Regions from separate parts of the Sus scrofa genome. Here region 1 is linked to region 2. The links are chromatin contacts, called in public Hi-C maps. All regions are on one chromosome and are shown on one strand. Each heading gives the region's core, a stretch centred on a gene start, on an enhancer-like site or on the middle of the called end of the contact. The rest is flanking DNA. Distances are from core to core; before and after follow the strand shown. Region 1 holds the start of HSPA4 (heat shock 70 kDa protein 4). Region 2 holds the start of AFF4 (AF4/FMR2 family member 4).

Region 1 (6,504 bases), core at 2,037-4,536, 62 kb after region 2:
AAGTCATGCCTAGTTCTCTTTCTCCAGGGATCCCCTACCTGCTTGAAGCCTGGCTTCTGTTTGTCCAGTGCTTAATAATCCACAGCAGACAGATACGACTCTTGCCATAATTAGGGCCAGTAATGTCTTTGGTATTATTGATATCCTCATAGTTGGAAGAAAAATAGGAGATAAAGGAAGGCAGTTCAAGGTCAATTTTTGATGTTATTTTATTTTTTAAATTGTGGTAAAATATACATAACAAAACCTACCATTTAAGTCATTTATAAAAAAGATGACTATTTTTATTTTTGGCCTTGGCATGCAGCGGCTTGACATGAGTTCTCAGTCCCCAGATCAGCGAGTGAAACAGGGCCTCAGCAGTGAAAGTGCTGAATCCTCACCACTAGACCACTAGGGAGCTTGCTTGCAAAACTTTTTTTTTTTTTTTTCTGGCCACGCCCATAGCATGAGGAAGTTCCTGGGCCAGGGATGGAACCTAAGCCATAGCAGTGACAACGCCAAATCCTTAACCCCATAGGCCACCAGGAAACTCCCCCAAACCATTTTTATGTGTATAGGTACGTGGTTTTAATATAGTCACATTGTTTTGCAGCCATCACTACTGTCCATCTCCGCAACTCATTCATCATCACAAAGTGAAACTCTACACCTGCTAAACAAAAACTCTCCATTCCCTCTCACCAGCAGGGCCCTAGTGACCACTCTTCTACTTTCTATGAATTTGCCTATTTTCAGTGCCTTGTATAAATGGAATTATACAAAATTTGTTTTTATGTGTCTAGCTTCTTTGACCTAGCATGATGTTTTCAAGGTTCATCCATGCTGTAGAATGTCAGAATTTTTGTTCCTTTTTGAGGCTGTATAACGTCCCATTGTAACTATATACCGTATGTTAAAAACACATTCTTGCATCAGTTTATATTTGGATTGTTTCCACCTTTTGGCTATTGTGAATAATGCTGTCAGAGTTCCTGTCATGGTTCAGCAGAAAGGAATCTGACTAGCACCCATGAGGACGCAGGTTCTATCCCTGGTCTTGTTCAGTGAGTTAAGGATCTGGGATTGCTGTGGCTGTGGTTTAGGCCAGCAGCTACAGCTCCACTTGGGCCCCCAGCCTGGGAACCTCCATATGCCTCAGGGGCAGCCCTAAAAAGACAACAACAAAAATGCTCTGAATATGAGTGTACCAGCATCTTTTTGTCTTTGTGTTCTTTTTCAAAGGCTTTTTTTCCTGACTCCACACCTCCTATTACAGCCTCAGGTTAGCACAATGGCAGGTCCTGAACTCCTCAGTACTTCTTTTTGAAGACAAAAACAGGTTTGATTTAGCCACAGTGTGAGAACTGAGTGGTAATTAGCATGTTTAAAGACATATAACATGTATTTTAAGCAATGTTCCTGGATACTGAGGTGGCTTTTTAGGTAGCAGGTGTGAAATAAGATTCCTATTTTATGGCAAGACAAGAATTTTTTGTCTTTTTTTTTTTTTTTTTTTTTTTTTGCTTTTTAGGGCTGCACTAAAAAGCATATGGAAGTTCCCAGGCTAGGGGTTGAATCACAGCTACAGCTGCTGGCCTATGCCACAGCCACAGCAATTTGGCATCTGAGCCACGTCTGCAACCTACACCACAGCTCACAGCAACTCGGGACACCCGACCCACTGAGTGAGGCCAGGGATCGAACCCGCATCCTCATGCATACTAGTCAGATTTGTTTGCCCTGTGCCACAATGGGGACTCCCAATAATATGTCATTTAATGTACAGCCCTCTGTCTCTAAAAACATAACTGTGCCAAGACTTCTAAAGAGGGGAACACTTCTCAGAGCTTTCTGAGATGCTCCTCTGGATTATAATCCTCAAATCTGGCTCAAATAAAATTTTTCCTTTTTTTTTTTGGCTGCACCCGAAGCATGCCAAAGTTCCCGGGGCCAAGGATTCAACATGTGTTATAGCAGTGACAATGCAGGATCCTCAACCTACTGAACCACCAGGGAACTCCTCCATTTCTTTCTTAGAACAAGTAATTGATTTTTCATTGACACAGCAAACGCAGAGGTTTGGGAAAATTTACTTTTGTCTTTGTTTATCCACTTTATTAAGTGGTCCAATATAATTGATTGAGCTCTGAGATGGAGGTCTTCAATTCAGCCTACCTAGTAGCAGTACTTCCTGCAGTTCTTTTCAACCCAGACTAGCTAGCTATTACTTTTTTTCTAACTTGAAAGCAGCCTTTTATTTTTCCTAGTGTCCAGCATTCTGTGTTGTAACAGTTGCCACCCTGTACGGGGATCCCATTTACTTGTTTAGCTACTCCTGTTACTGGTTGGATTCAGGTTTTGTGGGGTTGAAGCTTACACAATGTTGGGGGCCCTTAAAAAATCATAAAATAGATACTTAGAACAAGAAATCATATCAAATTACTGGAGACACAGAGATTCAGATTCCTGGTATTCTAAGACTTCTTCAAGCGATTTATTAGAAATGCTCATTACGTAGAGTTGCTTCCTGATTGCCAGCTGGCTTCCTCTCTATACCAGGAACACATCATAACTCTCCGCAACTCCCTGCTTACCCAGGTGCCCCTGCAGGGGAGAGTGCCTGCTTCATGTAATCCTGGCGCTACCGATATGTCTGAACGTACCTATGAATGCGTGTTTCTTGCATCCAGTTCAAGACAGGTGCTTAAAATGGGTTGGGGATTGAAAGGCTAAAGTGCAGTAGGTCCTTTAGGTGCAACTGCATCTAAGGACAGGACCGGTTTAGAAAACGGTGCAAGACTGAGGGAAAAAAAATCAAGGCAGTGGGATTGAGAGTCACTTCCTCCCCTCCTTCGCAAAGGGCGCTGTCTCTGATTTTAACAGAACCTGAACTAAACCTCTGTTCAGGGCCCGGGCCCAACAGCAATCTTTTCTTCTACACACCAGACCCCACCAAGGCGAGATGACCAGGCTCTCCCAACTTTGAGGATTAGTGCGCGGTCCCATTTTACCGGGCTCAATACAAGATGGGGCGCGGGAGGTGCCACAACCGGAACTTTCTCTGAAATAAAGAAAAACGGCGGAAGTAGGCCAACAGCGCTTGCTCAGTATTTTGCCTCAAACCGGCGCTCCTATTTCCTTCTGGAAGAGGAGCTGCTTCTCGGTTCCGCGCCGCCGCGAGGAGCGCGGCTGCCGGTTCTGTGCGCAGGCTCAATTGGCCAGCCCCGCCTCTCTACCATCTTTTCTGCGGCTTAGTCCCTTCCCAGGTTTTTGGGTCCGGACGTGACGTAAACATGTACGCAACCGGGGGGCGGGGCTTCAGAAGGAAAAGCAGCTGTGCCGGGGTCTCGCGAGAACATCTCGTCGCAGTTCTCGCGCTGCAGCTTTACTCTCGTCGCAACGAGATCTTTCGAGATCTTCTCCGCCCCCGCTACCGGCGCACCTTCTGCGGCCGCTGAGCCGGAGCCGGTCTGAGCAGTGCCCTCCGCCGCGGCTCTCCTTCTAAGAACCGAGGGGCTCGTGTGGTCACCCTCACTTCCCCAACTAGCCCGGGTTCCCCGGCCCACACGGCCGTCTTTCCGCGCGCCAGCCCCGCCGGGGTCCGTGTCCTGTCTTGCCGGCCGGACCGGGGCTCGAGCCCGAGCTGTAGCCGGCGCCATGTCGGTGGTGGGCATAGACCTTGGGTTCCAGAGCTGCTACGTCGCCGTAGCCCGCGCCGGTGGCATCGAAACGATCGCTAATGAGTACAGCGACCGCTGCACGCCGTGAGTGTGGGCCAGGCCAGTCGCGTGCACTGGGGGGTGGGGAGGTAGCACTTGTTCTGGTCTGTGCCACTCGCGGTTTGGGGAACGTGGGCCGGGCAGTAATCTCCGTTCCGAGCCGAGGCCGTGGTGGGTAGGGCACCTCCATTGGGTTTTAGGTCACTGGTGGCCGCGACCACCACCGTGTGGGTCTGCAGCAGGGGCGAGGCCTTTTTTCTGTGGCCCGCCGGCTGGCGGAAGGCTGTGAATGGATACTTGGACCTGCGGATGTATTGAGTAGAAGTTGGGGGGAAGGCAGGCCTGGGATGTGGGGTGGACCGAGCTCCTCTTTTAGAGAGTACATAATAGGCGCAGGGAGTACTGACGTTTCTTCAGCCCAGCGCAGAGTTCGGAGTTTTGCACACAGCAGGCGCTTAATAAAAGTTAGTTGAGTTGAACGAGTTCTGGCGGTCGCCGGCCCTAAGAGCGCCCAGAGTCCCACGTGAGTGGGGGTGGGGTGGCGCCCGGAAGAGAGGGAGCCGGAGCACCGGAGATCTTGAGGTTGGGTTGGCACGGAAAGATAGCAGAAATGGATTTAATAAAATTTGATGGCTTTTGGATATCTTTGCATTCACTTTGATTTTTTACGTCGTTTCAGTAAATTGAACCACGTTGGGTCATTTTCTGTTATCATTCTGTATGCATCCACCCTTAACAGCGTTCCATTCTCAGGGTAATGCATTCCATCCGGGGTGTTGGCCGCAATTGTTAATGAATGACTCAGGGGCTCACTTCGACTTTTAGAACCTATAGTAAGTTATGGGACCAGTATAGACACAGCGCTAAAAAAATCATGACTCACCCAGGCCTTTCCTTGGTTAGAGTTAAGAGTCTACTTTTTGAATTCCTAGAGATATGTTTCAATCTATTGTTTTCCTTTCGGACAAAATTTTTTTGAAGTTTCATATTTGTTAGATTCTCATATTTGATACATCATATATGTGTGTCATAAAGGGCCTCTTTTCTAAGGCCTATTCCCCCCCCCCCCCTTTTGTTGGTTTTCTTCAGCCACAGATTTCTGGCCAAGTCTCTTGCTCTGTTTACTAGGCTGATCATTGCTACCCAGAAGACTCACGTTTCCCTTGAACTTGTCAAATTTCTGCTCCTTATTTTATTTCGCCGTCCTTGTGGCATGTGAAAATTCCCACGCCAGGGATCCAGTCCTTGCCACTGCAGTGACAAAGCCAGCTGCTTAACCCACTGAGCCACTAGGGAACTCCTTCTGCCCCCTTTTTTTACACCTAACTCAAGCGCTTCCGGGAAAATCCACCCCAGATTCAAAACCATAGTCTGATGTTCCTTTCTCAATTTTATTTGTAGTTTTCCATTTTAATGAGACGTTATTCACACAAATACAGTTAACCCTCTTAAAATATACACTTTTTTTAAGTGTAATCACAAATTTAGGCAACTATTCACACAATTTTAAAACGTTTTCATCACCCCAATGAGAAATCTTGTGCTCATTAGCAATAACAACCCAGTCCCCTATTCACCCATCTTAATAGTTTTCAACGGTTGATCTAATATGTATTTCCAGGGAAGTGTATTGCATACCAAAAGGTTTTTTTTTAAAGCATTAAAGTTTGTTTTTAAGTATTTAGGCATTAATTTCCTATTTGGTGTTGCTTTCTGCATCCTAGCTAGCTTCATCTGTAGAGAGATCAGAGATCGTCTTCCCCAAGAAATTAGACCCAAGGGTCTAGTATGCTGAGCTAGACTTGTAACTTCTTGGTCTTTTCCTGCCTAGGATTGAATAGACTTGAGCTCCAAAAAGAAGAGAGTTACAGATATTGGAACAAAATGTACTTGTCCTTTGTTTTAGACTCTTATGCTCCTTTTTCCCCATCCATTGGGCAGATAGTAACTGCAGCAGTTTTACCATGACTCTCATTTGGAACTGAGAGTTGTTTCAGAAAAGAATTTAATCTTCCCAAATCACAGTTAAATTTGTCGCAAAGACTGGATGGGTGACTAGACATACCATGTAATTGTGATAAGAATATCTATTTAAATAGCTTATTTTCCTTATATGTTTTTCCTGTATTTCCTGGGAACTTAGAGGGATGCCATATGTTCAAATAATTTTTTAACTGTGGTCTTGATTAGCTTAGTTTTCTCTGTTGTTGGAGTTTGGCTAAGTAGAAGAAAAAGTTTTTATTTAAGTAATGGTTATGGAAGAATGGATTTACATCTCAGGTACACATGAACTTTTTAATGTGAGTGGAATGAGATGCAGGTTCTGGAGAGCTGGCTATGATGGGAATAACTCACTTCAAATTGTGGGTGCAACAGAATATGAATTCCATTCTTGATGAGCCAGTTGAGTCTTACCCAGAAGAGACCCTTGCTTCTCACCATATTTAGGTTTCATTTTAGCAGATAATGAGTGCTTCCAAAATGCCGTTGTACTAAGCAGTGAAGGTACTCTGATCCTGACATTGTCGACATGGCTAGTGTAGAAAACCAGATGCTAAACAAAAATATAATTACTGACTATGGTAAAGGCCCCCATGGGAAAGTACAGAAAGTGATGACAGGGGGACCTCATTTAAACTGGATGGTGGTAGTGATGGAAGGTGCTCTAAAAGAAGTGCCATTTAAAATGAGTCTAGAGGAGGAGCATTTTCCCATTGGTGTGAGGAAAGAGTTGTGCCCATCAAAAGGAATAGCAGGTGAGGAAGCCCTGAGGCTAGAAGAGCTTGGTACTTAGGACAGACTG
Region 2 (6,833 bases), core at 768-3,267:
AAAATTAACTTTTAATTGCTTCCAATTAAGTTAATGCTAAAAGATAATTTACAATAATTTCTTAAGGTTTTTTTTTTCATGTTTGGAGACTGAAGGACACATGGACGAATAAGTAGAAAATAAACCTGAGAAATTTAAAGAAGCCAGCTTTGTCAAAAACCAGGTGGCAACCTGCCAACACTTCTTTATACGCATATGATGGAAGATGATTCTAGGCAGATTCACAGGCCACAGAGGCTCTTTATTAAATGCCAAATTAAGAAAGTTCTCATAAATATTTCAACTTTGACAAGTTAAAGGACAAGTACACAAAAGGAGCACTTTCCAAAGCTTTGCAAAATCAATATGGAAACAAAGCTTTGAGCTTTTTAACACGTGGGTTCTCAAAAATAAGACACAATTTAAACACCGCATTTATAAACATCCTATTCACAACTATAGACTAGATGCCGTCAGGAAAAATACTGATAACTGGAAAAGGGCCTAGCTTTAGTTTAAAATCTCCCTAGCCAGCAGGAAAGAAATCGCACCATTCTGAATTGAAATGACTCTGAGAACCCTAAATCGAACTCTGCATCTTAGTCTGAACTCCACACGCAAGCATCGCAGATTTGTATCTTCAACTTCCTATAAACGACAGTCTTTGCGAAAGAAAAGGCAGTAAGGAGACTCCTCCAACTCCTGGATCCCATGATCCATCCTCAAAGAGTGGAAGGAACAGCAAAGTGGAAGGAACAAAGCACTGACGTCAATTACGAGATTAACCCCGAGCACCGGCAGCTGGAGGAAAGGCCTACACATCCATATCCAAATACAAGCTATCGGGGTAACGAGCTGGACCGATTCAGAAGTTATGGGGGGGGGTGTTCCAGTATTACACCCCCAACATTCCCATTTTTAGTCAACCCCCTTAACCAGCCGAAGGCGGAAATTTTTTTCCCTTTTTTTTTTTTCCTTTTTGCGGGGGAGGGAGGGGGAGGAGGAGGAGGAGGAGGAGAAGGAGGAGGACGTGCGCAGGATCGCGAGAAGGAAAGCGAGAACTAGTTGGGTAATGCTAGCCAGCATCTAGGCCCTCTTTTCTCTTCAACTAGAAACACCCTGAAATTCAGGAGGGGCTTTAAAAGCAACGATGCAGTCGAAGGAATTTCTGAGGGCAAGAATGGATTGAGAAATGGAAGGGGAAAGACAAAACTGGGAAAAGATGGATTTCTGGGAATTTTTGTTAGGATTGGGTTAGCCATTTCATTAATGTTTTGTGTGTGTATAAGGGTAGGGGGCTGGAATGCGAAGGCGAAAAGAGATGCCGGATCGAGCAGCCCGAGCCCGGAGGGTCCCTCCGAATCCGGAGGCGGACCCCGTCCTCCCCTCCCCCACTCCCCCGCCGCCCGGCCCGGCCCTCCGTCAGTCCGTCGGTGCTTCTCACCTCCAGTCCCGGCTCCGCTAGGCCCGAACCATCTCCCGGCTGCGGCAGTGGCAGCGCCGGGCCTGCACCTTCACCGGACGCGCATTCGAGCCCGCCCGAGGGGCGGCGACAGGCTGCCAAGGGCGAGGGGCTCCGGGCGGCGGCGGCGGCGAGGGTTCGGGAGGTCTCGAAAAGCGCAGGCGGCGGCGACGCAGCTCACACGGCACAGGCGGAGGTCCCGCCCCGCTCCATGACGGTCGAGGCCTGGCCGGGAGGGCCGGCTGAGGCGGGCTGACGAGGACCTGGCACCGGGATCCCCGCCCCGTCCGCTGGCGGCGGCGGCGGCGACGGCGGCTCGACTCCCGCAGCCAGGGCTGTGACTGACGCAGCGGCCGCGCCACCCATGTGACCAGGGCCGGGCGGGGACGAGGCGTCACGTGGCGACGCCGGGCCCCTCCCCTCCAGAAAAGCGGAGGGCTGCGGGGCCTGCAGTGCCGGGAGGTGACGTCGGGGGGTGGTGACGTGCGCGGCGCTCGGGGCCGAAGACCGTGGCCCGGCCGGGTACTGGCCCCGGCGGCTTAGGCCCGAGCCCTCGGGCCCGGCGGCCGCGTCGGGCCGAGGGGGCGGAGCGTGACCGGGCCTGCGCCTCCCGCGCGCGCACCTCGCACGGCGTAGCCGCTAGCGAGGTTCGGAAGGGCGGGGCCGGGCTGAGCCGGATCTACCGGTTCTGGGGCTCAGGGGGTTGGGCGGACGGCCCCTTCTGGGGGTGTGGCCGAGCCTGAAGCCCCCCTAGACCCTCGGCCTCCTGCTGACGTTGAAGCCCGGAGTCAGTCCAGCGGCCCTCGCGGGTCCGGCCGAGAAAGGAAGGCTGCGGGGAGTTTCTCTACCGGAGGCCGCCCAGAACCTGGCTTGATCACCCGCGAAGCCAGGCAGGCCTTTTTTTTTTCTTGGTCATCTAAGCATCTTCGGCCGTGAATACTTTTCGTCAAGATAACGTTTTCCACACTTTGCTTCTAACATCCTCGGGGAAGCTGTAATTGAGAGTAAAGTAATAGTTATAGACTAGACAGAATTTTCAGAGGGTCTCACAGAACCCAGTGTGGTTAACTGTCCAGAGAAGTGACTTTGGGGTTATTATTTGGAAAACACTTGATAATTTCCTGCCTCTTAGATGATGTCTTTCTATAAAGGAGCCTGGTGAAGCCGTTTTTTTCACTTTCTACGAGCTAATTTTGAAGCAAGCATTTTAAAGATGTCTAAAAATGAAATGCAAGGCTTTTGAGGAGATTTATGATAAACTATAAGGAATGTGCGTATGAATATGTTTTTATCAGCCCTAAAGCTGGTAATTCATCAGCATCAATAGAAGTTTCTTCCTTTTCAAAATTCTGAAGTGACCACAGAATTTTGCTAAACACGCCTTTAAGCTAAACACTTGATGTAGATTTTATATATCTATTTGGAAGTGTATTCATGTAAAACTAAAAATGAACTGTGACAAAACAGTGAAAAATAATCGATGCTCCCATCCCTACCATTTTAACTACTCCAGTTCTGGAGGCAGTCATTTAGCATTTTCTCAGTAGCTTTCCCAAAACATTTATAAATATATTTTATTTTATTTTTTATTTTGTTGTCTTTTTAGGGCTGCACCCGCAGCATATGGAGGTTCCCAGGCTAGGGGTCAAATCAGAGCCACAGCAATGCCAGATCCAAGCTGCATCTGCCACCTACACCACAGCTCATGGCAATGCTGGATCCTTAACCCACTGAGCAAGGCGGAGGATCAAACCTGCATCCTCATGGATACTAGTCAGATTCACATCTGCTGAGCCACAGGGGAACTCCCTAAATATATCTTAAAGTCCAGTTATACATATTTTTTACACAAGTGATCACATACTATATATACTATTAAGTTCCTTCCTTTTCTCAATCAAAATATCTGGATATGTTTCCATATTAACACTGAAAGAACTGCCTCACTCTTCTACGAGCAGTATAATATTCTATTTTATGTAAATAGCATATATATATTTTTTTAACAAATCCCCTACAGGTGGACATTAAGGTTGTTGTCAAGTCTTTACTAAATTACAAACTAAGCTGCAACTAGTAATCATAAGAAGAACAACTATACCTATAAATCCTTAGATTGCAATGTTTAGGTCAAAAGGTATTTTCCATTTGAATGGATATTGCCAAATTAACCTCCACAGATGTGCCAATTTAATTTGCTTTTTTCATATTCTGTCTAGGAAGATTTACAAGGCTGTACTGGAACAGAGTGAAGGTGGAGAGTGACAATAAGATTACCATTTTACACAACAATTAAAGTATTAAAACATTGAAGATATTTCCCAAATGTTACAAGGAGGCTCCTTTACTTATTTTGTAGTAAATGTTATTTGACCAAAAGATAACATACTTTTTGTTCCATAAAGGATCACGATAATTTTTCAATGTAAAATGAAACCTTACTTTAAAACCAAAACGGGGGCAGGGTGGGGGGCAGGTTCTGGGGTTGGAAAACGGAGACTTTTCTTTGCCATTATTCTGCAATTAAGAATTTCCTGGAGTTTCTGCTGTGGTGCACTGGAATCAGTGGTATCTCTGTAGCCCTGGGATGCAGGTTGGGGTGGGTTTTGTTGTTTTTTGTGTTTTTTTTTTTTTGAACTTTTTAGGGCCTCACCCGTGGCATATGGAGGTTCCCAGGCTAGGGGTCTAATGGGAGTTGTAGCTGCTGGCCTACATCACAGCCACAGCCACAGCAATGAGGGATCCAAGCCACATCTGCAACCTATGCTACAGCTCATGGCAACACCGGATCCTTAACCCACTGTGCAAGGCCAGGGATCGAACTGATGTCCTCATGGATCCTGGTCAGTTTCGTTAACTGCTGAGCCAAACTCCTGGGATACAGGTTTGATCCTAGTGCAGCAAGGTGGGTTAAGGATCTGGGGTTGCAACTGTGGCTTGGATCTGATCCCTGGTCCAGGCAAAATGAAGTTTCTGTCTTCATGTTCTAGAACAGCATGAATCAACTACACAGAAAATAGCAACCATAAAACATTGAGAGAAAAAAAAATCTCAAAAGTATGACTACTTTATTAACACGCAATATCCAGATTATTCAGAATATATTATTAGAGCAGCAATTATTTTTATTTTTATTATTTGTCTTTTTAGGGCCACACCAGCATATGGAGGTTCCCAGGCAAGGGGTCAAATTGGAGCTACAGCCACCAGCCTACGCCAGAGCCACAGCAACTCGGGGTCTGAGCTGTGTTTGGAACCTACACCACAGCTCACGGCAACACTGGATCCTTAACCCACTGATCGAGGTCAGAGATCAAACCCAAGTTCTCGTGGATACTAGTTGGGTTCGTTAACCACTGAGCCACAACAGGAACTGCTAGAGCAGCAATTCTTAGTAGAGTTCTAGGGTGTTTTCAAGTCAGATTTTTGTGGAGGTATAATTTACGCACAAAAAATATGTATGTATAAATCACTTTGCTGTATACCTGAGACTAACACAGCATTGTAAATCAACTCTACTTCAGTAAAAAATTAAACAATGAAATTTACATACATTCAAATTCATCCTTTTTAATAAATGGTTCTATGAGTTCTGATAAATGCATACAACTGTGTAACCACCACCACAATCAAGATACAGAACATTTCCATGATTCCCAAATATTCTCTCCTATTCCTTTGTACGAACCCCTCACCTCATCCTCAGGTCCTGGCAACCACTGATGCTTTCTGTCCCAATACTTTCACCTTTTTCAGAATATCACATAAATGGAATTGTACAGATGTAGCCTTTTGAATCTGGCCTCCTTCACTTAGCCTAATGTCTTTGAGACTCAAATATTTTTGTTCCATGTATCAGGAATTTATTCCTATTTATTGCGGAGTAGTACTCTTCTCCTATAACATATTTGTTTAGTCATTCATCAGTTGAAGGGCATTTGGGTTGTTTCCAGTTTTTAATGATAATGAATAAAACTTATATGAACATTCATGAACAAGGTTTTATTCAGGTTTTAAAATGATTTTGTGAAAGTCACATCAAGACATAGGAAGTACTAAATTGTAAATGTATCTAATAAATATTACTCTGTTATTTTAGAAACTCAGATCGAACATTTATTTTTTTTTGAAATTTTTTATTATAGTTGATTTACAGTGTTCTGTCAATTTCTGCTGCACAGCAAAGTGACCCAACCATACCTCCATATACATTTTTTTTTCACATAATCCTCCATTAGAGATCGAACATTTATTAACACCTACTATATAACAGGTACTATTCTAGGCACATGGAGAAAACAATTGTCAAATGCTGGATCCCCCAAAATACCACCAAAATAATGTGTTGATAAGGCAAAACTGAGTTTCTTACTTACTGATAAAGGAGACCAGAACCTTGATGGTTTCCGTAGTATTTCCCAGGGGAATTGGTGGTGGTGGGGGGATTTATAAGGTTTGGGGATATGGTGTCGGGGGTTTTTCAGTTTAAGGAGCTTGATTAGGATTGGGTAAGAATCATGGTATAATAAGTTAGTGGATATGCAAGGTAAAGTTTTTAAAGAGTCTTGAAGAATGTATTAGTTTTTATTGTTGCTGTAACAAATTGCCCCAAAATTAGGGGCTTAACATATTTATCATTTTACAATTTTATATCTCAGAAGCATGACACAGGATTACCTGTGTTAAAATCAAGGTGCTGGCAAGACTGTCCTTTCCAGAGGCTCTAGGGGAGAACCATTTGCCTTGACTTTTTCAGCTTCTAAATGCTGCTCACTCAACTTGGCTTGTGTCCCCTTCATCCATCTTCGTAGTCTGCAAAAACCGGTTGACTTCTTTTTAAATCACCTTTTGTTTTGCCTCTCTCTTCTATTTTTGAGAGCCCTTGTGATTATCATGGGCCAATCAGATAATTTAGGGTAATCTCCCTATTTTAAGGCCAACTGAGTTAGTAACTTTTATTTATTTATTCTTTTTTGTCTTTTTAGGGCTGCACCCACAGCACATGGAGGTCCCCATGTTAGGGGTCCAGTTGGAGCTGTAGCCGACAACCTACATCACAGCCACAGCAACTCAGGATCTAAGCCACATCTGCGGCCTACACCACAGCTCACAGCAATGCTGAATCCTTAACCCACTGAGTGAGGCCAGGGATCGAACCCAAGTCCTCATGGATGCTAGTTGTGTTTATTAACTGCTGAGCTGTGTCGGGAACTCCCTGAGTTAGTAACTTTAATTCCATCCACCGCCTTAATTCCACTTTGCATGTAACACAGCATATTCAAAGGTTTCAGGGAGTAGTTCATAAACATCTTTGAGGAGCTATTTTTCTGTATTCCACAGAACATGAACTGCTTTTTTTTTTGGCTTTTTAGGGCCGCACTCACGGCATATG

The links. A called contact is a pair of places that touch in the nucleus more often than the background predicts.
Region 1: a Hi-C map of skeletal muscle shows a contact between it and region 2, with 5 times the contacts expected there. The contact joins the promoter of HSPA4 here to the promoter of AFF4 in region 2. A contact is called at or near these places in 3 of 5 promoter capture datasets (fetal liver, fetal skeletal muscle and liver), 22 of 47 Hi-C or Micro-C datasets (adipocytes, alveolar macrophages, blood and 15 more) and 2 of 2 datasets of contacts at active chromatin or transcription factors (alveolar macrophages and skeletal muscle).

What each region holds. Positions count from the first base shown.
Region 1 is chr2:135,342,438-135,348,941 of Sscrofa11.1, forward strand. HSPA4 (heat shock 70 kDa protein 4) reads left to right here and starts at 3,287. Exons shown (of 19, transcript XM_005661654.3): 1 at 3,287-3,746. The coding sequence starts at 3,640.
Region 2 is chr2:135,281,914-135,288,746 of Sscrofa11.1, forward strand. It overlaps AFF4 (AF4/FMR2 family member 4), which reads right to left and starts at 2,018. Exons shown (of 21, transcript XM_021084750.1): 1 at 1,424-2,018.